4 separate regions of the Mus musculus genome follow, and all the other regions are linked to region 1. A link is a contact called in public HiChIP or PLAC-seq data. All regions are on one chromosome and are shown on one strand. The core of a region is the stretch at or near the end of the contact, and the rest is flanking DNA. Distances in the headings are between cores, read along the strand shown. Region 1 holds the start of Dlk1 (delta like non-canonical Notch ligand 1). Region 2 has its middle 30 kb from the start of Gm34554. Region 3 has its middle 19 kb from the start of Begain. Region 4 overlaps Wdr25 (WD repeat domain 25).

The links. HiChIP or PLAC-seq counts read pairs in DNA pulled down with a chosen protein or histone mark.
Region 2: a contact with region 1 is called in an H3K27ac HiChIP or PLAC-seq map of embryonic stem cells, with 3 times the contacts expected there. The contact joins the enhancer-like site here to the promoter of Dlk1 in region 1. A contact is called at or near these places in 7 of 39 promoter capture datasets (the 3T3-L1 cell line, 3T3-L1-derived adipocytes, cranial neural crest and 2 more), 1 of 15 datasets of contacts at CTCF or cohesin (large pre-B cells), 27 of 484 Hi-C or Micro-C datasets (cerebral cortex, embryonic fibroblasts, embryonic somatosensory cortex and 10 more), 22 of 115 datasets of contacts at active chromatin or transcription factors (the NIH/3T3 cell line, differentiating embryonic stem cells, embryonic basal ganglia and 12 more) and 2 of 9 other capture datasets (embryonic stem cells and liver).
Region 3: a contact with region 1 is called in an H3K4me3 HiChIP or PLAC-seq map of forebrain, with 2.9 times the contacts expected there. The contact joins the enhancer-like site here to the promoter of Dlk1 in region 1. A contact is called at or near these places in 5 of 39 promoter capture datasets (embryonic stem cells, hippocampal neurons, liver and 1 more), 1 of 15 datasets of contacts at CTCF or cohesin (large pre-B cells), 3 of 484 Hi-C or Micro-C datasets (the C10 cell line, large pre-B cells and pre-B cells) and 3 of 115 datasets of contacts at active chromatin or transcription factors (embryonic forebrain, forebrain and large pre-B cells).
Region 4: a contact with region 1 is called in an H3K4me3 HiChIP or PLAC-seq map of embryonic midbrain, with 3 times the contacts expected there. The contact joins the enhancer-like site here to the promoter of Dlk1 in region 1. A contact is called at or near these places in 2 of 39 promoter capture datasets (hippocampal neurons and pre-B cells), 5 of 115 datasets of contacts at active chromatin or transcription factors (embryonic forebrain, embryonic midbrain, forebrain and 2 more) and 1 of 9 other capture datasets (adipose tissue).

The regions. Positions count from the first base shown.
Region 1 is chr12:109,450,968-109,458,166 of GRCm38.p6, reverse strand. It overlaps Dlk1 (delta like non-canonical Notch ligand 1), which reads right to left and starts at 4,712. Exons shown (of 5, transcript NM_010052.5): 1 at 4,441-4,712; 2 at 3,119-3,182; 3 at 2,544-2,674; 4 at 1-93. The coding sequence starts at 4,507.
Region 2 is chr12:109,948,655-109,956,098 of GRCm38.p6, reverse strand. No RefSeq gene overlaps it. Among named protein-coding and RNA genes, the nearest start is that of Gm34554, 30 kb to the right of the region's middle. RefSeq lists an enhancer at 5,805-7,444. Within about 2 kb of position 5,313, at least 38 of the 459 cell types and tissues checked have an H3K27ac peak or open chromatin away from gene starts, as enhancers often do. A contact at or near this core is called in differentiating embryonic stem cells, embryonic stem cells, epiblast stem cells and 2 more, where this site is marked.
Region 3 is chr12:109,083,506-109,090,775 of GRCm38.p6, reverse strand. No RefSeq gene overlaps it. Among named protein-coding and RNA genes, the nearest start is that of Begain, 19 kb to the right of the region's middle. Within about 2 kb of position 5,620, at least 47 of the 459 cell types and tissues checked have an H3K27ac peak or open chromatin away from gene starts, as enhancers often do. A contact at or near this core is called in forebrain, where this site is marked.
Region 4 is chr12:108,977,737-108,984,224 of GRCm38.p6, reverse strand. Wdr25 (WD repeat domain 25) reads right to left here. Exons shown (of 7, transcript NM_177602.3): 3 at 3,387-3,534. Among named protein-coding and RNA genes, the nearest start is that of Gm52002, 64 kb to the left of the region's middle. Within about 2 kb of position 4,039, at least 17 of the 459 cell types and tissues checked have an H3K27ac peak or open chromatin away from gene starts, as enhancers often do.

The sequences.
Region 1 (7,199 bases), core at 3,463-5,962:
ACCCAGGTGTGCAGGAGCATTCGTACTGGCCTTTCTCCAGGTCCACGCAAGTTCCATTGTTGGCGCAGGGGGTTGAGGTGCAAGCCCGAACGTCTGGGAAATGGGGGGAGGGGTGGAATAACCCAGTGTTTAGCTTTCCTTTCCAGAAGCCAGTGGGACAGGAACCCTAAGTGGCTCAGCTAGTGATTTCCAAGTGGGGTTTATAGTGAGAGGGTGCAGTGACTCTATGCAAAGATCTTTACTGCTGAGGGTTAGGAAGGCCATCGGTGAGAAAGCCAAGGCCAGAGAAGCAGCTAGACCCTCTCCTGGCACCCTAGTAGTGTGGCGACACAACCTTTATTACTGGAGCTTCTGTTCGTCCACAAAACAGGGAGCTAAAATGCCCTGAGGCCTGTCTCCCCTGTCACATCTGCTTCTCATATTTAGGGGAAGGGTCTCTAAGCCTGGGAGCCAGTCAGGGCTGGCACTTTAGGGGGAGAGCAAAGCCCCCACCGGCCCTTCACACATTCCCAACAAAGTCCTCCATTGGGAAGCAAGAAGTCTAATTTAACCACAGCACTGCCGACCCCAACCCGTGGTCCTTCTGTTCTCAGGTTCTGAACTAAGGGGGTCCAGGGATAAAAAGGCTACATCTTTTGAAGGCAGCAAAATTAGAACTATTGAGCGCTCTCCTGTCCATACGGGTTTCCATGAGCACTGCTGTATCTCCACTGTGTTTTAATACCCCCTGTCAGGACCACTTCATTATTCAGGCTCAGCAAGCCAGGATGAGCTGAACAAAGGGGCTGGGGGCAAGGGGTCTCTGACTGCTGCTCCGCAGAGTTCAGCTCCTTCCTGCTCTGCCTCAGTTTCCCTCCATATAAAAGCAAAGAAAACAAACAAACAAACAAACAACTCTTTTTGCTGGTCTCTAGGGGTTTTCTATAATTTTGAGCTGTAGAAAGCCAGGGCTAGCCAGAGAGACAGCTAGTGAAGGCAGCCCCCAGGAAGGGTTTCCTGGTGCTAAGGCAACACATGATGATTTTTCTCTCCTTTTTCAAAGGACCTTGCACCCTGACTGAGGGGAGACAAGTGTCAATCAACAGAAAAACCTGCAGGAGCCCGGTGTGGTGCAAGAAAACATAAAGAGGGTTTATCTTTCTGGGATAGCGCCAGCAAAAAAAAAAAAAAAAAAAACGTTAGTGCAGAGAGCCTCTGCAGCTGGCTGGGGCTTCCTGGCCCCTGCACTCTTGCCGATTGGGATCTTGAATTTAAGATAAAGATCTGGCGACCACCATCCCCAGACTATGCCTGCTCATTCCCCCCTAAAGCCTCCCACCCCAAAGATGTGTGTGTGTGTGTGTGTGTGTGCGTGCGTGTGTGTGTGTGTGTAAATCAGCTGCTGTATGAAGAGGACCAAGGGGATTCTTTGCTTGAACTGCAGCTGTGGCCATGCAGGCAGTAAGGGAGAGAGCCAGCAATTACCCAGGGGCTATTTCCCCCCTGGGACAACCCTTGACCCCCGCCATTTCCACCCAGACAACCATGAATCTGATGGAGAGGGGCTATGCAGGCGGAAGGATCTGTGAGGAAGAATTCTGTCTGGAAAGCTGTTTGGGGTTCAGATATTTAGAATGGAGGGGTCCTACCCTAGTCAGTGGTTTTTCCTAGCACCCCCCAAACAAGTAGCTGCTGCTGCTGCTGCAGGGGCTGCAGGGGCTGCAGAGCCACGGCCTGAGCATGAGTCAGCTGCAGCAAAGCCTTCCCTCCACCTGCTAAACCACCACTCGGGAGAGGGAGACTATAGACAATTTGGGGGACCCTTGGTTTCCCTATTTGTCATTGCCAGTGTTGAGGAGACTAGCCTTCTGCCTTCTTGCTGGGATATCACCTTGGCGGGGGTGGGGGGGCACATAAACCCTTATTCCCCAGGACTTCAGTTTGCCTGGACTTGGTGGACAAGGTTTAGTAAATGAGAATGGCCCTGAAACAATGCAGCTGTCAATCTACGATGATCATATAAATTAATGACGTCAACACATAACACCAATCTGCACCTTAACCCTTTCTCAGCCTCTCCCTTGCAACACTTGAGTGATCCCCCTCCCCAATCCCATCCTCCCCTCAGCCCACCCCTCCCCTATTTGTCTGTTGGCTCCCTTTCCTTGATGTTTGAACCCTGAGACTCACCTCCCCCACCACACACACAGAGCCCCCCAACACCCCAACTCCAGCAACCTGTGCAAGAAGCCCCAGTCCATGGTCCAGCCACCCTAAGCATGGTGGGTTGTTGTTGTTTTGTTTTGTTTGTGAGTCTTTATTCAACAGGCAGTTTCCCCTCGACCCCACCTCAACTGCCCCCCCCTCAAGTTCGAGAACCTTCAGTGCTGAAGTAAACAGTATAGTGAATACATTTGAGGCCCAGCAGGAAGAGCTTATACACTATAGATCACATACTACACATAGAGAGCCTTAGGGGTTCTGGAATATAGCTCAAGGTGGGGGAAAGGGAGGGAGAGGGGACAAGGAGAAGGGGTGAGGGGTAGGCTAAGGTCAGTGCCCACCTATTTCGCAGAATTTCCCGTCCCAGCCATCCTTGCAGATGCACTGCCATGGTTCCTTGCAGACTCCATTGACACAGCCAGGGGCAGTTACACACTTGTCACAGAGGGGACCCTCCCAGCCAACATGGCACCTGTGTGGACAAAGGGGAGAGAGCGGGACACATGAGGGGAGCAGGGGTACAAAGGAGACTCCAGTTGTCTTCTGCTGTATGGAGAACATTTGGTGGTCTTTGTTGAGTCCCAGGCCAGAGGCTTCCTGGGACAAACGGCAGCCACCTGAATGGAAAACTCAGAGAAGGTGCTGAAGGGCAGAAACACAAGGGTCTTCCAGACCCCCACAAGAACCACAGTTGGTACAGTGATCTACAGTGGCCTCCCCGCCCCTGCAAGACACTCTTCTGATCCCCCTCTCTCCTGTACCCCTCCTTCTCTCCCTCCCCCCCCCCACCAGTTTTCTGCAGAAGCAAGAAAGCTGTGACGCAGTTTTTATTTGGCAAAGCACCCCCCTCCCTTTCAGCCTGGCTCCAAGGCTCCACAGACCCCACCATGGCCCCCCAAACAGTTTCCTCCATTACCTGCAGACATTGTCAGCCTCGCAGAATCCATACTGGGGGTCACAGGGTGGGTCGCATTCAGCCCCTGAGGAAGAGAAAAAAGGTACACAATTCACCCCACAAGGCCTAAAGGACACTACAGAGTCCATTTTCTCTCAAATGGCCTGGGGACCCTAAACAGGGAGTCCAAAGACCCTCTTGGGTCCTACCAACCTGGCACACAGTAGGCATTTCTCATCTGTGAATACCTACCCAGAAAAACAATTGTGCCTGCCCCTAGCCATGGGCTAAGCACAGCACACCCCTGATTCTCCAAGTGCAAAGCAGACACCTTTCTCCCCAAAGAAAATAAGAGCCCCTAGGCCCCTAAAAGTAGGAATGAGGGACAATGAAGAGGTAGCCTTTGACCCCTGGTCATTCTGTCTAGCCTCCCATTTGCAAAGTGAGCTAAAGGGAAGATTTCGAGGTCTCTGGGAAAGCCCAGACAAGCCCACCTGCCTAGCCCACAGGTGAAAGGCTAGATTTTACCCCAAGATTAACCCTAGTTAAACCAGGCAACCAAATCCTACCTCCCACGTTTCTCCTACCCCACACTGGTCACATTAAAAGAACTGCGCAATAGCTCTGCAGGGCCTCTGAGATTCCGACGCTCTTAAGGGAGTCTGACACTTTAATAGACACCTACTGTATGCATTTACTCAACCAGTTTTCGGCCTTCCCAGACAGCCTCCGACCCCCCACTCACAACTATTGGCGCATTGAGGGCTGGGGTCGCTGCGGGAAGGGGCCAACTCTCTCCTACCAAAGACAGATGGCCTCTGCAGACAGAAGTGTCGCAGCCCCTCACCTAGAGAAACACGCCACGCAAGAGGGGCTCCAGCTGTGCTCCTGTTGGAAATTAGGGACTACGACTGCAAAGTCACCCCCCCAAAGCCCCCAAGACCTATTCCTAAGCACATAAGCCGTGACAGACACCCCCAAAGTTGCACCTTAGAACGTTTTTTTTCCTTAAATAGGATACCTCCCAACGCAGTCTCTTTTTTTTTTTTTTCATACCTCCTCAATCCGAGCAACGACACCCCTCTTGAACGCCACTTCTGCCGGGCTAGAAGGGGCTGGGACCCTCCACCTCCCACAAACCCTGGGACCCCGGGATTGGGCTCAACAAGCAAGAGTGGTGCAGGGCGGATGAGGCGGGCACAGTGCAGGGCTTAGGGTTAGGCGGGACGGGCGGGACTTGGGGCGCATGGGACAGGGAGAATGGGGTGGTCGGTGGGGTGGTCGGCGGGGCATCGCAGGCTTCCCCAGAGGGGGCGCAAGCCAAACCGCCAGGGGGGGCTCACCATAGGTGCTGTGGCCGAAAGCCAGCAGGAGCAAGAGGACGCGCAGGAGGGCTCCGGTCGCGATCATCTCGGGGCGGCCTGGGTCGCGGTCCGGGGAGCGGAGGCGGTGCAGGGGCTGCTCCGGGGGCTGCGCTGGGCTTCTGGTTGCGGACCACGAAGGGGGCACGGGCGTCCAGCGGGAAGAAAGCCAGGGTTGCACCGGGGCGCACGCTGCTAAGTGCGGCTGCCGAGGAGCTGCCGCTGCGGCCCGCGCGCCGCCTTTTCGTACTGTCGTCCCCCCCCCCGCGGCCCCCGCCCACGCCCACGCCTCGCGCGCACGGGGCAGGCGCCGGCCAGTCCCGGTGACCCACCCCCTGGCGGGGCCGCCCCCCAGCGCCGCGGCGCCCGGAAGCGGCTCGAGCACGCGGCCGCACTCTTTGGCTAGACGGGTACCTGCGCACGATGGGCACGCGGTCCGCACACAGGACAGCACGCGGCTGGAGGCGGAGGCGGCGGCGCTCACACAGGCCCGCTTAGCGCAAGTCTCAGGAACCAAGCCAGGCGGGCGAAAGCCCTTGCACGCACTCAGAATACAAAAACGCTCACAGACACAGTAAGACACTTAGGGCTGGAGTCCCGCGCACACATGGCGCGGGTCAGAAGCCCAGGAGGACCCAAACGCACACCACGAAGATGTGGAAGATGCACATGATCACAGATGCACACACGAAAACCACCACGAAAAGCCGAAGCCCTCCGACGAGCCTTGCCATTGTGGAGTTTGGGGAAGGTGCAGATGCACTTGCCCCACGGACCCCCAACCCAAACACACCTTTCGGCACAGGCAAACCTTACTGCCTGTCCCTGGGGCACAGGTCACAGACCAGGGCAGCAGGAACACTGATCTGCTCCAAGCAGGGGAAGCGCCAGCTATGAAAAGACTGAGAGTCCTCCTGCCTATGCTGCCCCTCCACGCAGCCCGCCTGTAAACACAGGAGACCACTGGTAAACACCGACGACATCATGCGTCACCCCCCCCCCCCACCCCCTCCTCTCGCAGGTACCACAGTCACAGTCTGGGCCTTATCATTCTGAAACATAAAAGCACTGATTCTTTCCAACATGTACACACCTCGCAGCAACACGTATGCCCAGACCCCAAATCTGTCTCAGATTTGTGGAATCACCCAACAAACACACAAATTACACCAAAGCACACATAATCCAAATCCATCTTTGTTCACCGTGACACATGTCGACAGTTCACCAATATGTTCACCGTCAAATGCAGACAGACAGACAGACAGACAGACAGGCACACACACACACACACACACACACACACACACCCTCACTTAGTGGCTTTCAACCAGGGATGGCTTAGAGGATGGGATGGGAGTGTGTGTGTGTGTGTGTGTGTGTGTGTGTGTGTGTGGGTATTGATTCTGCCAGTGTCCCTGGGGCAATTCCTTTTTCCTGCAAGACCCCCCAGCAAGGGCTCAGTGCCTTTTACTCAGCTGAGACGCCCCCCATGCCCCATTCTGAGGCTCCAAAGGAGGAGGAGCTGAGTGAAGTGATACATTTATTGGGCCAGGGAGGTGGCTCACTGGGTAAAGGTGCTTGCAGCCAAACTTGAGTTTGATCCTTGACTCCTGCAGTTGCTCTTTGATCCCCACAGAACCCCCTTAAATAAAATGTAAATAAAGTCATTGACATAGCTCCTTTGGTAAATGGGCAAAGGTACTTGCCACCAAGCTGACAGCTTGAATTTAATCTCCAGACCCCCACACGGTAGAAGAAGAGACTAAGCTGTTGTCTTGTCTGACCACTACATGACTCTCTCTCTCTCTCTCTCTCTCTCTCTCTCACACATCTCTGTCTCTCTATATGAAAAAAGAAAACATGTAGAAAAATAAAAATCAAATAAATGTTTTAAAAATAAAATATAAATAAATAAATAAATGTTTTTTTTTTTTTAATGTGGAGGTTGAATAGATGACTCAGCAGTAAAGATCATTTTTTCCAGAAAACCCCAGGTTCAGTTCCCAGTACCCATACAGCAGCTCACCACTGATTTTAAATGCAGTTTCAAGAGCACCAGACACACATGTAGTATGCACACATATACATGTTTTAGTAAAATAAAATAAAGTATAAATAAATAAATAAAAATAAAGTCTTTTAACCTCTGAGAAAAGATGTTGGGATTTTTAGATGGGTAGTCCAGGTATTCTCAATTTGCATATAGTAATTGTCATCTACCTCTCAGAGGCTGTGAGCTTGTGTTTCTCTAGTCATGGCTTCCTTTTCCTCATTTGAGGTAGGGTGGTTAGACAAGGGACATTAACTCTTTGAACCTGGGGGGGGGTATCTTCAGCCCAAAGAGGGGAGAGCATCTGACCTTATCCAAGCAGGTTGGAAGAGTCTTGCCATCTTAGGGAACTGGAAGCTAGACAGTGGGAACCTCTCGGGCAGAAAGCAGGGGATGGGCACATGGTTTGAGTGGAGGTTGAAAGAACTGGCGGGGGGGGGTGGTAATGTTCTTTTCTTGGGCTTTCTGCAGAAACTGAATGAAGACTGGAAGAAATAGCCTCTAGGTGGACTAGCATTGGTGTGGACCTTGACCCCCTTAGGCTCCTCCTGTCTTCAGTTAATAAACTGAGGCTAACATAGCAAGTATTTATGTTGGGGGGGGGCTGTTGTTTGGATTCTCCCCCTCCAGAGTCTTTGGTTAAATGAGAGTGGCTGACAGGTGCCACTGTCCCCTCTTTGGTGATCAC
Region 2 (7,444 bases), core at 4,064-6,563, 500 kb before region 1:
GGAAGTAAGTTCATGCAAGAAGCGGATTTTAGGGTGGAGCAAAGAAGTAGGCTTCAGGCATGAATATGACTTTGGGCTAGGACGGGGAAGTAGGCTCAGTTATCTCGATGATCCTGATAAGCTCTTAGAAACACTGGTTGAGGGCGTGGCCACAGGATTTTGTTTATTGTCTTGTTTGTTCCTTGACTATTTATTTGTGTTTATTGTCTTGCTTGCTCTCGGTTGTACTGCCCGCCCTTAATACTTGCATGTAATTAAAATCAGATTGGGAAAAAATAAGCCTGTCTCGGCCTCAGAACCAGCTGGTGTCCTGCTACAGTTTTGTCTAATTGTCTTTTTTTTTTAAATCCTCACTCCCAGGCTGGAGAACCTGTCGACTGACTGAGTGTGCTTGGTCAGAAGGTCTGACTCGGTCTCCAGGGAGGACTCAGCAGAAATGAGTGAACTACAATGTTCCAGCACTCCCAGAGAGCAAATGTGTGGGAGAAGAAGAGCTGAGTGACAGGAAGAAGCAGATGCAGGCCAGTGGCTTTGATTGGCACTTTTAATTTGTCTCTGAGACTCCTGACCACCAAAGCAAAAGTGGAAAAGCCATCAGTACCCACGGTTGCCTTGGCTGTTCCTTGCATACTGTTCCTGTCAGGGCACTCGGGGAATCTGTGGTACTCCCGGGGAAAGCGGACAGGCTGCGTTCTCCATCCTGGAGACAACTGTCCCGTGTCTGAGTGGATCTGCTTCTCTGCACAGCTTCATTAGGGGATGGCTCCATCAGAGACAGTGGTCATCCGGCGCTCTAGAGAGCACAAAACCTTCCCAGCCTGGGCCCTGGGAGATGAGTTCCCTTCCCAAAAGCTCCCTCGAGACGGAAAGCTAAGATGGATGAGATCTTCAATAGTGGCTGGAGGGCAAGATAAGTCTCGTGAAATGGTTTCTCAGGAGGTTCCTCAGTGAGAGCCAAGGGCACCCTTCCAATCCACAGAACTGCCCCTTGGGAAGACAGAGGGTTTCCCACTGCCCATTTGGGGGATGTGGAGGGAGGAGTGGTCATATTGCTTATGTTGGGCACTAGAGCCAGGCCCTGGCAGGAGATTTATGCTCAAGGTTCAGTTCACCTTCCCATGCTTTCTCTCTGAGCCCCCCCACCCCCCAATGGCAAAGGCAGAACACAGAGTACAGTACCCTCCTCTATGGCTACGCAGCAGTCTCAAGGGCTAAACCAGCCTGCCTCCATCATGTTCTTAAAAGCCATCCCGAAAGTAAAAACAAGTTAGGCTCATTCCTGTTCGTGATTAAACCTCTGTTTCTCAAGAATTGGGCTATGCCCCACCTGGAACCTTAGCTACAAATGATTCTGTACTGCCTGTCTCAGGAAATGACAGCCTCGTCTTTGTTTCTAAAGGTTGTTATGAACCACCTGTTGTTATGACTACAGAGTTCTCATCGCCTTGCTATGTTCTGCTCCTGTAATCCTGCCTATTTTGCCTGCTAAATCCCCCATTTGGAAACCCCCTACCCCTGAGCTATAAACCCCCCCTATCTTCCCTAGGTCCAGTGTTGATCTCTGGAACCCTGCCTTTAGGGGGAGACAGCCCGTGCACATGAATTTAAAAGCTTGCTTTAATGAATTTGGCCATGATGACTTAGGTTGGTGATCTTTCTCCTCAAAGCTTTGGGGTTAACACAGGTCTTGTGCCTCTGACCTTGCAGGTTAGGCTGCGACTCTTGGCTCCTGGACAACAGATGACAACAGCGCTGGGTGCCAGATGCCCAGAGTGCTGGGTGCCGATGTGGCTTAATTGAACTGGGGTTTAATGAGAAGGACCCCAAGTCCCTGACCTTCAGACAGGTCTCGTGGAATTCCTCCCTGCCTTTTGGGAGAGATTTTCAGGGGTGCATCTAAAGTAACACAGTCCACTGTCACTTAGGGAAGAGGCTCATGTGCACATATCCCCCACGCAAGCAGAATTCTCCTATCCCTGCCAAACCCTTCCTGGGTATGAGTATTCCCTCATCTGTACACCCACACCTCTGCCCAGGCAGGAGTAGCCATACGTGATGCCAAGAAGGTAGAGGCAGGTGACCCAGGTCAGGCAGCAGTAGGCCTTAGACAGTCTGGGGCTCATTGTCTAGAGCAGAGGCATACCAAATAGGATGGGAGAGCCACCCAAGTGTGGTCCTTTCTTGTTACCTATCAAGGATTAGTTTTAGAGGGTTCCCCTGAGAGCACCATCCTGGCAGGAGATGGCTAGTGTTTGTGATGGACTTTTGTAGATACCTTCCCTTACTTGAATGCTCTAGGCTACTGAGATTTAAACTACTGAGGCCTAGTGTGTGAATGGCGCCAGAATGGTCAGTAAACCCCATCTCGTAGAACAGGAAGATAAGAAGAAAGTCTGCACGTATGAAATTTTTAAAAATGGGAGCTGACAGGCTGGAGAGATGGCTCAGAGGTTAAGAGCACTGACTGCTCTTCCAGAGGTCCTGAGTTCAATTCCCAGCAACCACATGGTGGCTCACAACTATCTGTAATGGGGTCTGATGCCCTCTTCTGGTGTGTCTGAAGACAGGGATGTTGTACTCATATACATTAAGTAAATCTTTTTTTTTAAATGGCAGCTGACATATAACATTTTTAGAAATGGCAGCCAGGTGGTGGTGGCAGCAGTGCCCATCTTTATTCCTAGCCCTAGGGAGGCAGAGGCAAGTGGATCTCTAAGTTTGAGACCAACCTGGTCTACATAGTGAGTTCCAGGACAGCCAGGGCTACACAGATAAACCCTGTCTGGAAGAACAAAGACAAACAAATGTTCTACTTAGTTGGTCCAGTTTTTGTTTTGTTTTATTTTGTTTTTGTTTTTAATGTAGGCACTGGGGAGATGGCTCAGCATTTCAAAACACTTGTTCTTGTAGAAGACCCAGGTTCAGTTCTTAACACCATATGGTGGCTCACAACTGCCTGCAACTCCGGTTCCAGGGAATCTAGCGCCCTCTTCTGGCCTCCATAGGCACCTGCAACGTGTAGTACAAAAAAAAAATAAATAAAAAGAAAAGAAAAAACAAAAAGCCATGCAGGCACACATATACATAAATACTTTTTAAAGTTAAGGACTATGTAGACTTGGAGGGTCAGCTGCATACTTGAAGAAAGTAAGCAGCTCTATAGAGAAGGTCCCCTCACTGCCAGAGGGAGGAAGAAGAGGATCACAAAAGTGGACCATCCAGTTAGGGAAAGGCTATTTTAACAGAGACTGAGCCCAAAGACGAGGGGCTGAGCTGTGGTACATCTTGGGGGTCCAGAGTGCAAAGAAAGGGCAGGGGCAGGAAGGGCAAAAGACAGAAGAAGAGGCTGAAGGGACCCTGGGCCTCAGGGGTCTGCAGCCATGTCCTCAGAGACCTAGGCGTCTTTGAGAGAGCCTACAGTCCTCCCGGCAAACCAACAATGACTCACGGTCTGGAACCTGAGTGGGATTTAATTCTGTTTACAAGGATCTCCCCGTGGGTTTTTCTTTCTTACTTTCATTTAAATTATTTTTTTTGATAGAACAAACAAAACAGGCAGAATGGATGCCGGGCTGGGCCCACTGGGTCTGTCTGCAGCAGCTGGGAGAAACTGAAGTATGTATGGCAGGCCCCTGGGGTGGGAAGTATTCCAAGGCCTGGCCAAGCCACCTCTGTGGAGGTGAGGGGCTGTGCTCGGGACCCCTGCGGAGAAGGTGGAAGGAGGCTGGAAAAGGATGGGGACTGCCACTTCAGGGAAGGCCCAGAAGTCCAGGGAGCAGGAGGCAGGAAGCCCTGTGTGAGTGAGTATCCAGGCCTGGCATACAGATGCTTACCACCCACAGGCTCATGGAGGCTGTCCAAGGCTCTGGTCTCCCCACACTGTGGCCTCTGGAGAACGCCTTCCTGAACTCGACATCGTTATCACCTTTCTCAGAGCCAACCCTGAAGAGATACTCAGGGCCCTCAAACTTCGCACATTGGCTGTGCTCTGGAGAGGCCCTCTTGCCTGTGAGGTTCCCCACAGGCCTCATCCTTATCTGGGTCCAGCTAGGCAGGCAGGCAGGCAGGCAAGTGGGTCCCAGCTGACGCTCATTCCGCTCTCCAACTCCTACTCCTCCTCTTCCACAGAGTTGGCGCTGTGGCAGGCTGCACCGCAGAGGGTGCTCACTCCTCAGACCCATTTCACAGCCTCTTTTGGAAGCAAGTCTCTCTCAGTGCCTGCGACTGTCCTTATTTCTTCTTGCTTCTCCTATAGCGGGAGGCGGCTGTGGAGGGTGAGGAGTCCTCCTGTCTTCCACACCTAGGCCCTGGGATGTCAGGGCCAGGGATAGTCTCCTAGCAGCTAGGGTCATGTGTCTGAGTGTGATTGACTTGTCATATCTCCGCATGCACATGTATGCTGGTGAACGTGTGTTGCATCTTGTACCAGGATCAGCCCAAGTGCCTACACGCCCACAACCTCTGTAATGTGTGCACTTGCGTCTCCCAGTGGTGCTCCCTAGTACGTGTGTCCCTGGGTGTCTTTGTGCGCTTCGCCTAGAACGGCCTCACTCTATTGTCGTTTCTCTTTTGACAGAGATTACTAGAAAGTCAGGCCTCACGCTGACAGGTCCCCTTCCCTGTGCTCCAAGCTGTGAGTTCTGAGCACAGGTTCTGGGCCAAGGCCATCTCCCCACCCTTGCTGTGGACTTTGAGGTTTGCAGCTGCTCCCCAGAGCAGGGAGGAGTTGGAATCCAGCCTAAGACCCCGCTGCTCAGCAGGGCATGCAGCAGCTGTGTGCACCCCAAAGCCCTGGTCCTCAGATCCCACGCCCTGTCCCTGCTCGAGCTGCAGTCTGCCTGCAACCACCTCTCTGGGTCAGGCTAGGCTTGGCCTTCCCCTATAACCTTCTTCAGGCACAATGCCCAAGCTTGAGCATCCCCACTGTGCACTGATATCTTCCTTCACAGCCTCTCGGATTCCCACTTTGACCTCCACAGTGACTCTTCCAGGACCCCTGATGACCTCCAGCCTCAGGTCTCCAGAGGCCCCAGGCTTTCTTCTGTTGTCCCAGCTGTGTGCCTTCCTGCCCTCACAAAGCCATCATCACATCAGCTCTCTCCTGCAGGCACCAGGCGACCTTTTGCACGGAGCTCACAATCCCCTTTGACACCAGGGTGTCAGTTAGCTAGCACACCTGGTACCTCACACACAGGTGACTTATGACGTACATGACATCTTCCCTCTAAACCGAGATGAAACCCAGTACCGGGATCTGCCCAAGGGCTTACTTGACCAGCAGGAGGCGCTTATGAAGTGGCTCCAACAGGAGACAGCTGAGCTCAGTAACAGATGCCCTACCCCATGGTCACACCCCCAACCCCAAAAACTCAGGCTAGGGGTGTGCTGAGAAGGGCCTGTGGCAGAGCTGGGAGGGTATCCCCTGCTGCCTGACAGCAGAGGCCACTCTCTACACATACCTGCACACTACCTGGAGGAAGCAGAGAGCCCCTCTGTAGCTGCCCACCCCAAGTCCCCCCCCCCCATCCAGTTCTTAGAAGGCCAGTTCCAGGAAGCAGCAGGAACTGCTCTGGCCTGCGCGTGCTGTTTCCTGGAAAACAAGCTCAGAGCCCCCAAGGGGGCCTCACAGGGGAGGCTCATATCCAGAGACTTCCGACAGCCTGGAGCCATAGGGTGGGCTAGCGCTGGCTAGGGACATAGATACAGCTTGTAGGGATGAGGTTAGCAGGGGCAGAAAACCATGGTGAGTGGCCAGAGGAAGAACTGTCTTGACAGCGGACTCTCACAAGTTCCCATTGGACATTGGACAACAAGGAGGCAGGAAGCTGGCACACTCCAGTTCTCACAGACATTGATAGGGCTGGCATGAGGGAGCCTCGAAGAGGGACATCTCAGCTCCTGCCCCCAACCCCAAATGCATCCTGCTGAGGAGGTCTTTTTTAACCCTGAACGCTCCTGGCTGAGCCTCCTCAACATGCTTGATGCGTGTGCCCCTCCCTGGGCCTCTCTGTGGCACAAAGAGAGACACGAAATCCGTTACATTGTGCACTGCACCTCTTCTGTCCAGTATGGGTGGAGTTGGTGGGTTGGATGGATGCTCTGAGAACGGAGGCCAGTCCTGGTGTTGGGGGTTTGAGGTGGGTGCTCTTCGGGCCACCACTTCTGCATAGCCCCAAGGCACCTCTGAAATCACCCAGACGCTGGGCATGGAGTGGAAGGTCAAAGGTCAACCACAGATCCAGGGGAGCGGTGAGGAGGGAGCAGGCTTGGCCCTCCTCCAGCTGCACCCTTCACTTTGCTGGCTGGTAGAAGGTGGGAGCAGGGATTAACAGGCCCGGGCTTGTTCTCTCTCCCTGAGCACAGAGGCCCCATGGGGCAGCTCTAATTGGTTCATGTCTGACTGTAGCAAAGAACAAATTGATTTCCCTCCAGCTGTTTCTGCAACCACAGGTCCTCAAGCAGGCACAGGCAGCCGGCTGTGCCACCCGGCTTCATGGTCAAGCGCTGGGGCAAAGTCGGGGGTGAAGGGCAAAGGGGGTCTTGTGACAAAGAAGGGATCCTGCCTCAGTGTCCCAGAGTACACGCACGAACGCACGCACCTTGACAGAGGAAGAAACGAGAGGCCCTCTGGGCTTCAGTGCTCCCTGTAGTAGCTGTCAAAAGCCAAGCATCAAACAAGATCCTACAGTAGAAAACCAGCGTTCCCTCTACATGGGGCTCCATACACAACAGCTCAGCCATACTGGAGTCTTTAGCTACAGGATACACATTTTCTTGCCCCGGGGCCTTTGCACATGCTGAAAATGTTTGCACCATCTCCCTTCCCACGTATTCCTTTGCCAGTGGACAATATATTCTTGCCCCGTGGACTCGGCTGGCAGGTCTTCGCTTGGACAGCTTCTCCTGGGAAGGGGCCTTGGCCTTCTCTGCACTCAGCCCCATGCTTGGCTTACTATGTGTGGAACCTTCCCACAGCAGGTCTAGCTTTTCTTCCCAAGGAGCAAATATAGTCCCTGCCCCAGCCATCATTCTGTGCGCACAAGCAGCCTCGGTGCCCGAGGAACCATGGGCGATCTCCGGGAGGAGGTTTTAGAGTGAGTGTGGGGCAGGGAACCCCACGGGCCTGAACCGACTGGCAGAGCAACCAGGAACCAAGGAAAGAGCTGGAACCCGCCCTGCTGGCAGGCCGAGAAATGGCAGACTGAGCCCAACAAGGCTCACACACACACCTGGCCTCCTGCTTAGAGCCTGCAGTGAACTCCCGGCACAGGCACGAAGCCCTCCTCGATCCCCGCCTCCCCAACCCCACCCCTCTCTCACTCAGGATTCTTTGTGACAGAGGTGGATGCACACCCCAGACTTTGTTCCCAGTTCCTGCCGCCCTTCCTCCATATTTCTTTCTCCACACCAAAGCAGAGCCCCAGCCACAAGAGAGGTGTTGTCA
Region 3 (7,270 bases), core at 4,371-6,870, 370 kb after region 1:
TAAGTGGAAGAAGTAACGAACAGGCCCTAATGGCGAGCTAAAGCCGAGCTGCCCTCCGGGGCCTGACCCACTTTCCCAGCCTACACCAGCTGCTAGGGAGCGGCTGCCCCTCTCGAGCAGCCTGCATCTCCGTGAGCCTTTGATTGAGTGGCTCAGCCTGGTGCAGGAGTTGCCCAGCAGGACTTTGTGGGGGTTGGCGGAGGATGAAATGGGGGAAGACTTGGCTTGGAAGTGGGGGCAGGGCCCCAGTGCTAGCTGAGAGAGGGCTGGGTAGTCTTTCCATCCTACATGCCAACCCCTCACATCTGACCCTGGTGTACCACACATTTGAGGTCACGGTGCGCTAGTTCTGGGATCACCACGCTATACTAAGGGCCAGAGGACACATATTTCAGGTTTCTCGACTCAGATCTTCTCCGAGTTGCAATCAACTCGACTCTGCGGTGCCAAGGCAGCCTTGGAGGAGATTTGTGGGCAAGGGCAAGGGAGCGTGCCTGGGTGTGGCTGGGCTCCTCGTGAGCATGGGCTGTGGAAGTACGCCCTCTGTAACCCATGGCAACAATACAATCGTGCTTGGTCGCTCACCAGTGCTTGGTGGCTCACCAGTGCTTGGTGGTGCGATGCTGAAGCCCTTATGTGCTGGTCACAATCTTGACCAATCAAGTTAGCACTAACCAGATTACCTCCTCCTTGCTCGCTAGCTTTCCTAGGACCAGAAGGTGCAGTGTAAGCTGCTTAGGGAGCAAGGTCCTCAGGAGTCTGGCCCAACTATGAGCCCGTGCAGTCTCAATAATGGCTAGCATGGCACCATATGTCTATTAGTGAAATACTGGTGCAAGGGTTATGGGGTTGCAAAACACTCTCTGACTTAAGACCCATTCCACAGAAGGAAACACACACATCAGAACTATAAATCTGGTCAAGATCCCATGGCTGGAAGTTCATGGGCACCAAGGGTAAACCTATTACTATTATTCTGCTAAATGGATGCAGAATTGAACTGCCCTCCAAGTGTGTATCTCTCATCACGTAGGTTACTATAGTATCGCTCTCAGGATTTTGTATGGCGGTTGGTGGTTAACAAGGAAACTCACAGTCGGTCCAAGTGCAGAGGGTTAGTATCAGAGGAATGGTCAGCCACAGAGAGGACGTCTGCATCACTCCTGAGACTCAACAACCATCATGGAAGACAAAGTGGAAGGATTTTAAGAGCCTCAGGTCAGGAAGGACCAGAGAAAAAGTCTTCTTGCTATGACAGGACCCCCAAACTCATGAACTCATGGCAGCTGTGGTTAACTCACAAGACCAAGACAACTGGCATTCTAGCATGGAGGGGGAGGGGCTCATGAGCCCCCAACCGTAACTGAGATGCTATGGGCAGTCGCTGCCCTGGAGATTGAGGGTCTTTTCTTTAATGATATGGCCCTGGTGAGCTAGCCCCATGCTGGTGGATGGCCTCATACGCATGAATGAGTGGGAGGGGAATCCAAATCGGGCTCCACTAATTTGAAAAAAAGAACAAGAAGTTAGGAGGGGTGGGGGATGGGGAGTAGATCTCAGAAGAGTTAGGAGGAAGAGTGAGAGAGAATATGATCAAAAGTTATTATGTGAAAGATCTCTAAATATTAATAAAATTACATTTCCTAAAAGAAATGTCCCTTTTTCTTCTCCCCCTCTAGCCACCGGCCCCTTTCTACTTTCCCCAATACAACGGTGTACTCCAGTTTAAACATGTAAATCTACAGCAGTGGTTCTCAACCTGTGAGTTTCAACCCCTTGGGGTCAAAGGTCCCTTTTACAGGGGTTGCCTGAGGCGAGCAAGTAAACAGTATATCTTGATTACACACACTCCCCATCCCCCTCCCTCCAGGAACCTCTAACATGTCCCACTGTCCCCCTCATTCTCATCCCCACCCCCGAGAGTCCAGTCAGAGCCACCTGTTAGAATGTTGCCTTGATCTTGTGTAGGTCTTGGGCAAGTGACCACAACTGCAGTAAGCTCATGAGAGAGACGGCCATGTTATATCCATGTTATAGCCCTCTCCTTATCCTGGTACCTTCCATGCCTATGGCCCCTCCTCCACACTATTACCAGAGCCTGTTGGCAGGTGTGTGTGTGTGTGTGTGTGATACGGCGCCCCATTTTGAGCTGAGTACTCAGTAGGCACTTGTTCTCAGCACATTAACCAGCGGTATGTTTGATTTTACTGCTGACCAGTGTAGAGAGATGCTTTTCTGGGCCATTGTGGTCTTTTTACTGGGTTTATAGTCCCAGCATGAATTTCCTTCTGTGGAGCAGATGCTAAACCCAATCATGGAGTGACTGGTTACCCATATAACTTCCGTACCACTGTTGCTCTAGTGGGCGAATCTTAACCTGGCAGATCAATACTGTGGCATTCAGGCTTCTCTCTGGGTAACCATGCTGACCATTTTCACCCTCAATATATTTACTTTCTCTTTATAGCGGAATAAAAATCTCATTGCGCGTATCCATTATCCACTCCTATGTTGATGGACGTTCCTGTGTTTCCATTTTCTGATTGCTGTGAACAGAGTAACAAGGAATATGGATGTATAGGTGTCTCTGTGGTAGGATATAAAATTCTTTGACTAAATGTCCAGGGCTGGTGCAGCTGAGTCATACAGTAGTTTTATTTCTAGATTTCTGGGAAACCTCCACACCGATTTCCATAGCAGCTACACCAGTTTGCACCCCCACCAGCAGTGAATGGGGGTTCTTTCTCTCGTCCCCACACCCATTCCTCATTTGCTGTCTGTCGTTTGTTTTCCTGATCTCAGCCATTCTGACTGTGTCAGGATGAGAAACCAAAGCCGTTTTCACTTGTAACACTTATTTCGTAGCCATTTGTATTTCCTCTTCTGAGAATGCTCTGTGCAGTTCCGTGGCTCATTTTTAATTGGGTTTGCTTGCCTTCGTGCTGTGTAGAGTTTGTTTGTTTGTTTGTTTGTTTGTTTGTTTTTCTTAGTTCTTTGTGCGTTCTGCTGGATGTCTGTGGGCTGCCTCCTTACTCCATCAATGTTTCTCTTGCTGTACAGAGGCTTTTTAGTGCCATGAATCCTACTTGTCCCTTGTTGATCTATTCCCTGAGCTGCTGGCATCCTGTTCGGGATGCCCGTACCTGTGCCTGTGAGTGGAGCAGTACCTCTACTTTGTCTTCTAGCGGATTCAGAGAGCCGGGTCTTACCTTGGGGTCCTTGATGCATTTGGATTTGAGGCTCATGCAGGGCGAGGGGTAAGGATCTAGTTCCACTCTTCTGCACGTAGCTAGCCAGTTTCCCCGGCATCGCTTATTGAAGATTCTGTCGATCCTCCAGGGCAGCACCATTCCCAGGCACATGATCCTGGACTCTGTAAGAAAGCTAGCTGAGCATAAAGCCTGCCTGCCATCCAGCGAGCGTCCTTCTCCATGGGTCCTGATGTGGCCCTTTGGTCGTAAAGTGAGTTTCTTGGTCAGAGATGGTACCATGTGCGGTAGCAGGCAGGCCTGCCTCCGTTCTCCTGTTGGAGTTCTCGCCGAGGCTTTCCCTCACTCAGTTCTGGACTGTAAAACCGTAAACTGCAAGCTGGAGTAAAGCCTTCCCTCCCCTAAACTGCTTTTGATTATTTTGTTACAACAAAGCAGTTGGCCACAAGCACTTGAGAGTAAGAACTCAATGTTGTCAACACCACATACTTGGGCCACAAGACACAAAGAAACCAAGTTAGTCCTGATCCGGCTAGCTCTTCCAGTGCCGTGAAGAGCTTTGCAGGCTGCTGGGGAGGAAAGCGAGACATAGTCTCACCCAGCTGTGAACCCATTGAGCTACAATAATGACCACCTAGACGGATTTAAAGGGCCACAGAATGAAACTCATACCTGGTACCGTAAACTGGCCATGAATCCATGTCTTGGGATGCCATAGAACATACTCTTACTGTTTTGATAAATGGACATAAAATTAAACTGCCTGCTAAATAATTATCTTTTTGCCCATAAGATATTCCTGTTCACAGCATCCATCAGGGAAGCTTCTGCTTGCAGTAGATGGTGATTAATACAGGGCCTCACGAGTGGTCACGGTGAAGACAATTAGAGAGTGTGGAGTGCTCAGCTCTAAGTGGGACATCTGTGCCATACCCCTCTCCCTAACGCTGGGAGGGAAGAGAGAGTGAGAAGGTTGAGAGTGAGAGCCTGAGGTCAGGGAGGGCCAGAGATCAGCAGTGTCCTCTGGAATAGTATACTCATGAACTCACAGCAGCTATGGCGGCCTGCACAAGACCTGCATAAGTTCAAACCAGTCAACATTCTGGAGTAGATGGGAGAGAGGCTCATAAGCCAACCCCAAGCTGGAGCAATTGACAGCTGAAGCTCCTGAGGTGGGAAATAGAGTTTGTTTACTTTAAGGGTGTGGCCTTAGTGGGTTGCCCATACTCCAGTGCATGGCCTCATAGCCATGCACATGTAGGGGGGCACTATTTGAAGGCAGAGGGCTATAGAAGTCATGAAGTTTGGAGAGGGATGTGGAGTGGTAGCTGGGAGGGGCTAAACAGGACAGTGGGAAGTACATATGGTCAAAATAGATTACATACGAGTGTAAAACTCATAAAAGAATAAACAAAAAAATTTTTAAAGAAATATCCCCATTTTTTTCCAGGGCATGTTATATCTGCCCGAGTGGGCAGGCCTTCAAGTTCCCAGCTCTTAGTTCAAGAGGCCTCTCACAGCCCTGCTCAGGAGTGCCTGGACATGACAGGGCCTGGGCATGGTGTGAAAGACATGCTTGCAGGCATCTGAGCACCCACAGATTGGCCATCTGCTCATCTGCCTGAGAACGGCAGCCTCCAAGAGGAGCATAAGGGCTGCCATGGCAAGGATGAGGTCTCATAGGACTGCGGGGCAGGCCAGGGACACGTCCTGAAATCAGAGCGGGGACACTCGGCGCTCTGCCAACAGGCAGCCCAGCGCCCGCTGTCTTCCTTTTCAGAAGGGTACAGGAACAAAGCCAGCACAGCTGTGTGCTGCCACCAAGCAAGGACAATGACTGGCATTCTGTCCTGATTGTTTCCACTCTCTCCCTTTCTAAATGTAAAATCCAGAAACATGCCTAATAATATTGAAGTCCTCTGTGTGCCCTGGGGTGGGGCAAAGGCAGCCAGCACTTCCTGCCATCCACCCACTCCTGCTCAGGGATTAAAAAGTGACCTTCTGGAGCGATGTGTACCCGGGACTTCTCAGGAGTTCACTTCCATCAGCTTTTGCAACTCTGGAAGATGAATACAAGAGACGAGCTGTCTCCACACTGCACAGAAAGAGCATCTGAGTGGCCATGTGTGGCCTGAAAGTCACTCTCACCCGGAGAAGGCCCAGGGTCCACACCAACCATGTGTGGGTTGTTTCAGGCTCTGGGTGTCTACACTCCACTCTGACGCTCCTTTCTCTGCTCTTCACAGGAGTGTGTGGCCCAGACAAAACTTGGCCCAGACTTTGCTCCCAAGATGTCATTTGCATATGCTAATGTATCTTCAGACGAAGGGGCGTTACTGGCTGCATCAGTCTCTGGTGAGTGCTAACATGATTTCACATCCCTATCTGGGCCCCTTGGGCAGCCTAGGGCCTGGCATCCCCTGAATTGAACCACAGCTGGCATGAACAAGGCACCTGCCACTGTCAGCTTGGTGGCCTTGTAGAAGACAATGCACCGAGCAATTGAAGTTCTTCTTATGAGAGGTGAGGGGAGTTTAGCAGTTTAAATAAGAAATGTCCTGGCAGTCTCCACCACTGGAACACTTGGGTCCCTAGTTGGTGGTGCTATCTGGGAAAGCTGAGGGGGTGTGACCTTGTTGGAGGAAGTACATCACTAGGGATGAGCTATAAGAGTGTAAGGCTGCCACCTACTCCTACTTTCTGCGCGTTGTGTTTGAGCATCCTTCAGCTTTCTTCTGCAGCCACCATGTAGTCCCCACCATTACAGACGTTAAGCCTCTGGAGCCATAAGCCAACATGAACTCTTTCATTTGTAAGTTCTCTTATTGATAGCCTTTTGTCACAGCAACAGAAACGTAACTAATACAGGAGTATGTCATGTGAACAGTCATTTAAGATCACTAGGGCTGTGGTTCTTAAGGGCAGACACCAGTGGTTGGCAGGCATATGGCGATGGCAGGAGTCAGTTACACCCTGCCTGGCACCACCCCCCATGCCACATTCTACACGTTGCCAGTACCACCCAAGCTCTCATAAGACCCAGACAGAGCTATTCTCAGAAAAGCATGACTTCAGCAAGGGGTCAAATAAGCCCCCTGGGCTCGCAGCTGAATGGGACCTGCTTATAAAGCACAGAAGTGGGCTGGAAAGGCTCCAGGTGTCTTGCAGTAATTTGGACTTAGTTTTTTTGTTTTGTTTTGTTTTGTTTTGTTTTGTTTCGTTTCGTTTCGTTTCGTTTTGTTTTGTTTTGTTTTGTTTTGTTTTAAGCCAAAACACATTTAAATTGGAATAGGAAAAAGTCCAGCTCCTAACAAGATCAAATTCCAGCTCCTGGCATCCAATCAAAGTCACCAACCATGCGAAGGAGGAAGTGATGGCCCCTCAGAAAAGGAACCATAAGCCCATGGGAAAGGTCTTGAAAGTGACCAGATGGCAGGAGGAGCCAGTGGGTAGTGAACAGGCAGATCCTGGGGAGACAGAGGTGACAATGGAGATGAGCAGAATTTAAAGGGTACAAATGGAGCTTGTAGGGAAGTTAAAACAAAAGAAGGTGTTTGGGCACCTGTGCAGTGATGGCTCACTGGGTAAAGGTGTGTCTCAGTCAGTGTTCTATTGCTGTGCAGACACACTGAGCACAGCAACCATCTCTGATAAAAGAAAGCACTTAACTGGGGCTAGCTTACAGTTTCAGAAGTTTAATCCATTATCATGATGGCGGGAAGCATCGTGGTGTACAGGCATCTACATCTAAATCACCTACACCTACATCTGCATCTACACCTACAGCAGGAAGAGAGAGAGAACCTTTGGGCCTTGAAATCTCAAAGCCCAACCCCAGAGACACTCTTCCCCCAACAAGGCCACACCTGCCCCAGTAAGGCCACACCTCCAAATCCTTGGTCACACCCTGGTGACCAAGCACTCAAATAAATCTGTGAGTCTGCAGGAGCCATTCTTATTCAAGCCAGACACCTCGAATTCAAATTCCACATTCTTCATGGTGGAAGGAGAGAATAAACTGTCCTCTGACCTTCCAAACTTGAGCTGGTACTGGTATGCAC
Region 4 (6,488 bases), core at 2,790-5,289, 470 kb after region 1:
GGCCAGTCAACAAAGGGGGCCTAACCTAAGAAGAACCAGTTGTTCCTTGATGGCTGCTGCCCACACAGAGGAGAAACATGGCTACTGTAAGCCCATTTCAATCAATAAAATCGTGCCAGGGCCTGGTGTCATCTTCTTCATAAGGAGGGCTGGCATGAGTGTCCTAGCTATGGATAAGAACTGCTTTATGAAGATGAAGAAGCCCTCCCTAGATGGGAGCCAGTGAAAGGATGCTTAGTTTCCAGGAGAAGGGGTCACAGATGGCAGACACATGCAGAAGGGGGTTAAAGAAAGGGTCTTGTGACATGGCTAAAAAAGGTGGGGGTGGGCAAAGGTGTACCTGAAGGACAGTAGCCAGGGACCATCATCAATTTGAACCCTGCTGGAGAAGCCCTCAGTGGCAAACAGACACAAATGCCAGTCTGAGAACAAGCCTACCCCTTGGGGGCTGCAACAGCCAGCGCTCACTGTTTCCTTTGTGGTTTTCAGGGGCACTAAACGTCTTCCTGAAGTGTGCTGGGGAAACCCAAGTGTGCCACACAGCTTGAAGACCTACAGAGGCCCTGGCTGCGGCACACCACTTGCTTCAAGCACCCATGGGAGCTAGTGGCACTTCAGAGGCTTAGCCTGACAGAGCCTTCTCGAATGGTCTCTCCTCCAAGCCTCTTCGCCACGGCCTTCATATGGACACTTTTCACTCTTCCTATACCAAGAGCTCTGAAACTGTCAGGGCTAGCCCTGTTCCTGCTGGAACATAGCTGTCCACAGCTCAAGAAGCATACTTCAGCTTGCCACTCAATCAGAGAGGTCAGTCAAGATCCTGCAGGCACTCCATCCTCCCAGAGCCTGTTTTCTGTAGATGCTGAGACACTGCCTGGAGACAGCCAAGCACTCTGCCAAAAGTTAGGCCAAGCTAGTTTGTCCAGGACAGGGAGGGGTGTGGGAAGGCACACTAGTCCATGTGTTGACAAGATACCTTTGCCAGCCCCATAAGCCCAAGCTACATCCAGCTGTCACCAACAGTTGGATGACCTCAAGAAAGTCATCAAGGGGGGCTGGAGAGATGGTTCAGTGGTTAAGAGCACCGACTGCTCTCCAGAAGGTCCTGAGTTCAAATCCCAGCAACTACATGGTGGCTCACAACCATCTGTAATGGCAGTCAGGACACTAAGCATCCCAGAGAGAAGGGGGGATGGCCTTAGCCAAGACTTCCTAGAGTTCTTCAGAGGGCTAGACTGTGGGGTCAGCACACCTACCTCAGACCCCAGATAGAGAAGAGGAGCTGCCACCCACCACCAAGAAGAGCAACTCTGAGGGGCTGACATCTGCAAGAGGAGCCTTCAGAGCTGAGAAAGCTCCAGAGGGCCTCTGAGGAGATGACTAGCTGATTGGTATGCAGGACAGGTCACGAACAAAGCCAGTGACACTCAGGGCCTGGGTGGTATCTGCCAGTGTTCCCTGAGGCCGCCTGTGCCTAATGTAGCAGAGACGTTCGTTAGGGAGATTGCAGACGGAAACAGGAGCGCCAAAAATAATTAATCTGTGAGCAGATTTGATTAAGTGTTGATTCATGGCTGTTCTGTAAGCCAACAGCCCGTCAGAACTATAAATTAACGAGATAAAATGGTGCTGGCCCTCCATATTTCAGGCCGGGTATTGACAGTTTAGAATCCACAGATTTTTAACTGTATTGATTGAGGACACCAGGATAAATGGCCTTGGCACCAAATTCCCATTAATGACAATGGGCACCGAGTGACTAATTCCCAGAGCACTGCAGAGAGAGTGCCCTACGCTGCCTTCTCCTGGCAGGGCGCTCTAATTAGATTGAAATGAAAAAGCCAAATGACCATGGGCGGGAGAGGCAGAGGAAGGAAATGGAAGATCAGACCTGGGGAAGAGAAAGAACAAGACTAGTGAGAACCAGACCAAGGCCACGGGCTGCACACATGCTAAGAGTGGTCCTAGCGAGACACGGGGCCAGAGACGGGTGTGCCAGCCCTTGGGAGCTTCATTATTCAGGATAGGAGGACCCAGCAGGGAACAGCCTCAGCTGTCCAATTGTACAGATGTGAGCCAGCTCTGTTCAAGCAATAGACAAAGAGACCACCAAGAAGGCCACACCCTCGAGGACACATGCTTGCCAGGATAGTGACAGAAACTGGCAACTATCCTCACAGGAGAGGCCTCGCCTAGCGGCCAGAGGTCTTCCCTGAGGCTGGGCTTGCTCCAAACAACCCATCAACTGTGTCCTCTCTGGGGACAAAAGACATCCAGCATACCTTCACACGGTTTCACACACAGTGGGTGTATACTAAGTAACAATGTATGGAATGAAAAGAACTCCTCAGTACATGAGCCCCCACGCAGACACCGTTCCCAGCCAAGGCAGATGGCGTGCCTTTGACCACGCCCTACTGCATGTCAGCTCTCAGAAATGGGGCCATGCCTCTCTCTAGCTACCCTTCACACAAGGGCCCCTTGGAGCCCTGTCAGCATGCTGCCTTCCCTGGTCCCCCATCTGACGGGACACCTGATGGGACAGCTCCTCATCTCCCCTCCACTGAGCCACATGTCACATGATACCAGCTACAGTTCCAGGTCCTCATAGCTGTAACACAAACAGGATCATGATCCACTGCAGTCCCCAACTTGTCATCTACCTGCCGACTGCCATGGCTTTCTAATTTGTCAGGCATTAGACCTTTTTCTCACCTAGAAAATGGCACCCACTGCTGCTGACAGCCATAATGACAATTCTAAAGGCCATGTGAAAAGCCCAGGAAGCTTGCTCTGAGCTCAGCAGTGTAGGTTAGACGCCGTGTCCAATGGTCCCCTTGCTGTCTCCCTTGCTGTCAGTGAATGGGCCAAGCCAGGACTGCTGCATAGAGCTTGCCTGGGTAGGCGGCTTTAGCTGGCTTCTCTTCCCTTCCCTACCTGATGGAGGCTTCCTGAGGATCTGCCCACATGACCCCAGCCCCGCCCAGCTGCATGTTAGGGTTACACAGAGAAGAACCCCTCTGAAGACTCAGTTCCCCCACATGGGCTGACAGGGATTCTAAACTAATGCCAACAAAAGGACACCGTGATATTTTGGTCCCAATTACACTGCAGAAGTTGATTAAAAAGCTGCCACTTTATCCGGCCCTACAGCTTGGTGCTGAGACAACCTTGGCTCTGTCCTTTGCTGACTGGCAGAGGACTGCTTCCAATGCTTTGTAGACAGCTGTGGTGCTGCTGGCAAATGATCTGCATGCCCGTAGGCATGTCCTGAGGCCTCTGCCACACCGTCACCATAGACAGTCTGCAGTCAGGACCCGCTGAGGAGGCTTCCCCAGTGAGGGGGCTGCTGGCTGACCAGAGACAGTTAGGACGTTAGGACACACCTGTTTCAAGGTCTGTTAGGTGCAGGGCAAAGTCGAAGCCACCACTGAGGATGCGCCGGCCACAGGGAGACCACCGTGCAGCCCTTACTGCCTCACTGTGCACAGAGTAGGTCTGCAGGCAGTGTCCCGAGTCCACAGCATTCCACACCTGCAAGGGAAACAAAGACAGGCAGCACCAGTCACCGTGATGAAGGAACCCCAGGAGGTTGGGGTCCCACAATTTCACATCTAACTGGCAGCTAGAGTCTCTCTTCCTCACAGCAAAGCACAGGTCTCCTTTCTCCAGGGCTAAGGAAACAGCATCTCCTGTCTCCACTCAGCCTTCACACCCGCTCCTACCTGCTGACCACATCGACACAGTCCTGCCCCTGCCTTCGACAGTCTGCTACCTGTCCTGGAATGGAGAGAGCACCCAGTCAGACCATAGTTGACTGAGACCCAGAAAGGGGCCAGCCTCAGAGCTCAAGGAGCTGGGGGGGGCGGGGGGGGCGGTGGTAACCTCTTCTTAAGCAAGGGGTACCTTCCCCTCCCCCTCATCCTGGCTCTCCACGGGGATGAGGCTCCTGGGAGGATGTCCAGTACACACTTGACTCCTGCAAGCGGCTTACGAGTCCCAGGCACAGAGCTACAGCGCCACAGCTGGCAGGCCTGGTCCTGCTCAACACTGCAGGGTGGAGAGGACACACTGCTAGTCATGTGACAGACCCAGTGGCTCCACATCACTGGGCCTCAGTCTCCCCTTCCATGAACTGGAAACGAAGACAGCCACCCCAGATAGGAGTGAGGCTGGAGTCAGTTCCTTAGCACACGCAGCAGAAGGGCTGCTGGCTGGGGCGTGCAGGTTCTGGCGTTCTGAAACAAGATTCCCTGGCACTAGCTAACCAGGCTTCCTTAGTAAGAGAAAAGCCCAAACAAGCACACCCTCGCGCTTCCACAAACCTGTTCCCAGTGCAGCTCCCACGGCAGGTGAACTAACTGCCTGCCAAGCCCTGAAGGCTCTCAAAATGCAGCCAGAGTTCTGAGAGGTTTCCTGTGACTATGTAAATGTCTAATTAAGCAAACAAAGGGTCATGAGAAGCCATCACAGAATGCGGGGAGCCCCCCCCCCACCTGTTCCTTTCTTCCATAGCAGGGGTCAGGAGCTAGGTCTCCAAATGAAAAGAATGAAAACCAAGAAGCAGCAGTGGTTCTGTTTAAAAACACAGAAAAAACAAAGGAGGAGCAGCCAGCAGCCTGGCAGTGGAGGGCAGAGTGGCAGAGCAGCGGAGCACAGAGCGTGGCTGCTGCTTCAGAACTATGTACGAGAACGGTGTTGATGGGAAGATTAACTGAGCCAGGGTAACTCTGCAGGGTTCACATGGTTAGACAGGAAGAGGCCGACAGACACCGAGTGCATAGGACGAGCCGCATTTACAAAGTATGATGTTGTTTTCTAAGAAGCATGAACTAGAGCATCACACTAATTAGGCTGGCTAGTATAAAAACAAAAACAAAGATAGCACGTGTTGGCATGGATGCAGAGAAGTCAGAACCCCCTCCACTGCCGGCAGGAAGATAAGCTAGGGCAGCCATGATGGACTGCAGCCTGGGGATTCCCAGGAACCTCAAGGGTTACTGTACAACCTAGCAATTTTGCTTCTGAGAATAAACCCCAACTTCTGGTCCTGGGGGGCTCAAGGAAACTTTGCCGTTCTTCACATGGAGAGAGGGTGGAAGGAGCCCACTTGTTCACAAGACAGGTGAGAGAAGAAACAAACTGCAGCCCACCTTGTGCACAGTGCTCTGCCTCTTACCCAGGGCTTCCTGACGGCTGTGGCGGAGCAGGCCAGGCCAGGCCAGGCCAGAGAGGAGGACTCTAGAGAAACCACAGGGGGGAAACAGCAAGCCAGCTGCCCAGCAGCATGGGTTATCCCTGGCTACTGAGTTATCCCTGGCTACTGAGTTATCCCTGGCTGCTGAGTTATCCCTGGCTGCTGAGTGACCCCTGGCTGCTGAGTGACCCCTGACTGCTGAGTGACCCCTGGCTGCTGAGTGACCCCTGGCTGCGGGGCAAAGTTTGTTACATTTTACCTTATGTGGTAGGTTTTGAGTTTTTTGGGTTGGGGGGGGGGGGTTTGGGTTTGTTTTGCTTTGGTTTTGGTTCTTCAAGACAGGATTTCTCTGTCTGTCCAGAACTAGCTCTGTAGACCAGGCTGGCCCTGAAATCACAGACATCCCCCTGCTTCTGCCTCCTGGGTGCTGGGAGCTTAGGATGGCTGCCACCTCTCTGGATGGCCAGTATTTCCTCTGAGAGGGTACATGCAGGCAGGGGCAGCAGAGGGGCTCTGAAGCAACAGTATCCAAATGGTTTGCCCTGTGAAGCTCTCACATTTATTTATTCAACAAGCATCCGGCCAGCCTCGGCTCTCAGGAAACAGCCAGAATGACAGGTCCTACACAAGCAGAACAGAGCTCCAGGTACTGAGGCTGATGTCTCAAGGTCACCTAGGAAGGGGGTATACGGTCAACAGCAAAGATCCACAGGGTGGCCATGTTAGGTCCTTCCTGAGTAGACAGTTGCAAAAAGACCAGGCTGGCCAGAGAGGTGAGCAGGATATGGCAAGACAGGATGTGGCCAGAGAGCGTATTATGGGCAGTAGAGAGTCCAGGCTCTCCTGAAGAAGTGTCCAAGGTCTCCTAGCCCCAGTCTACAGGACCCCCTTAACTGCCTGCCCTACCGGCAAAAGAGACAGGGAGACAGAGTGGGGACTTGTGTAGGAATTCAAGCTGGAGGCAGCAATAGGAAGGAAGAGGTCTATATGGGAGTCAGAAGCAACAGGAACCTCTTGGAGTAAAACCAGTAAAGAGAAGAGAGAGGCCAGGACTGCCTTCGGCCTCAGGCCTGAGCAGCAAGGGGGAATGGCCAGCTCTGGGAGAAGTGAGCTGGAAGGCACGGAAGGTCAGCGCTGAGTGAAGAAAGCAGGTCGTGAGAGGGGAAGGTCAGGCGCACCCCTGCCCTTATGTCTTAGGGTGTATATAACACAGACTTACTTCTAGACCTTTCGTTACGTGCAATAAGAGGCTGAGTTAGTGAGGAGGGAAGAGAAAAAAGGACAGAGTGGA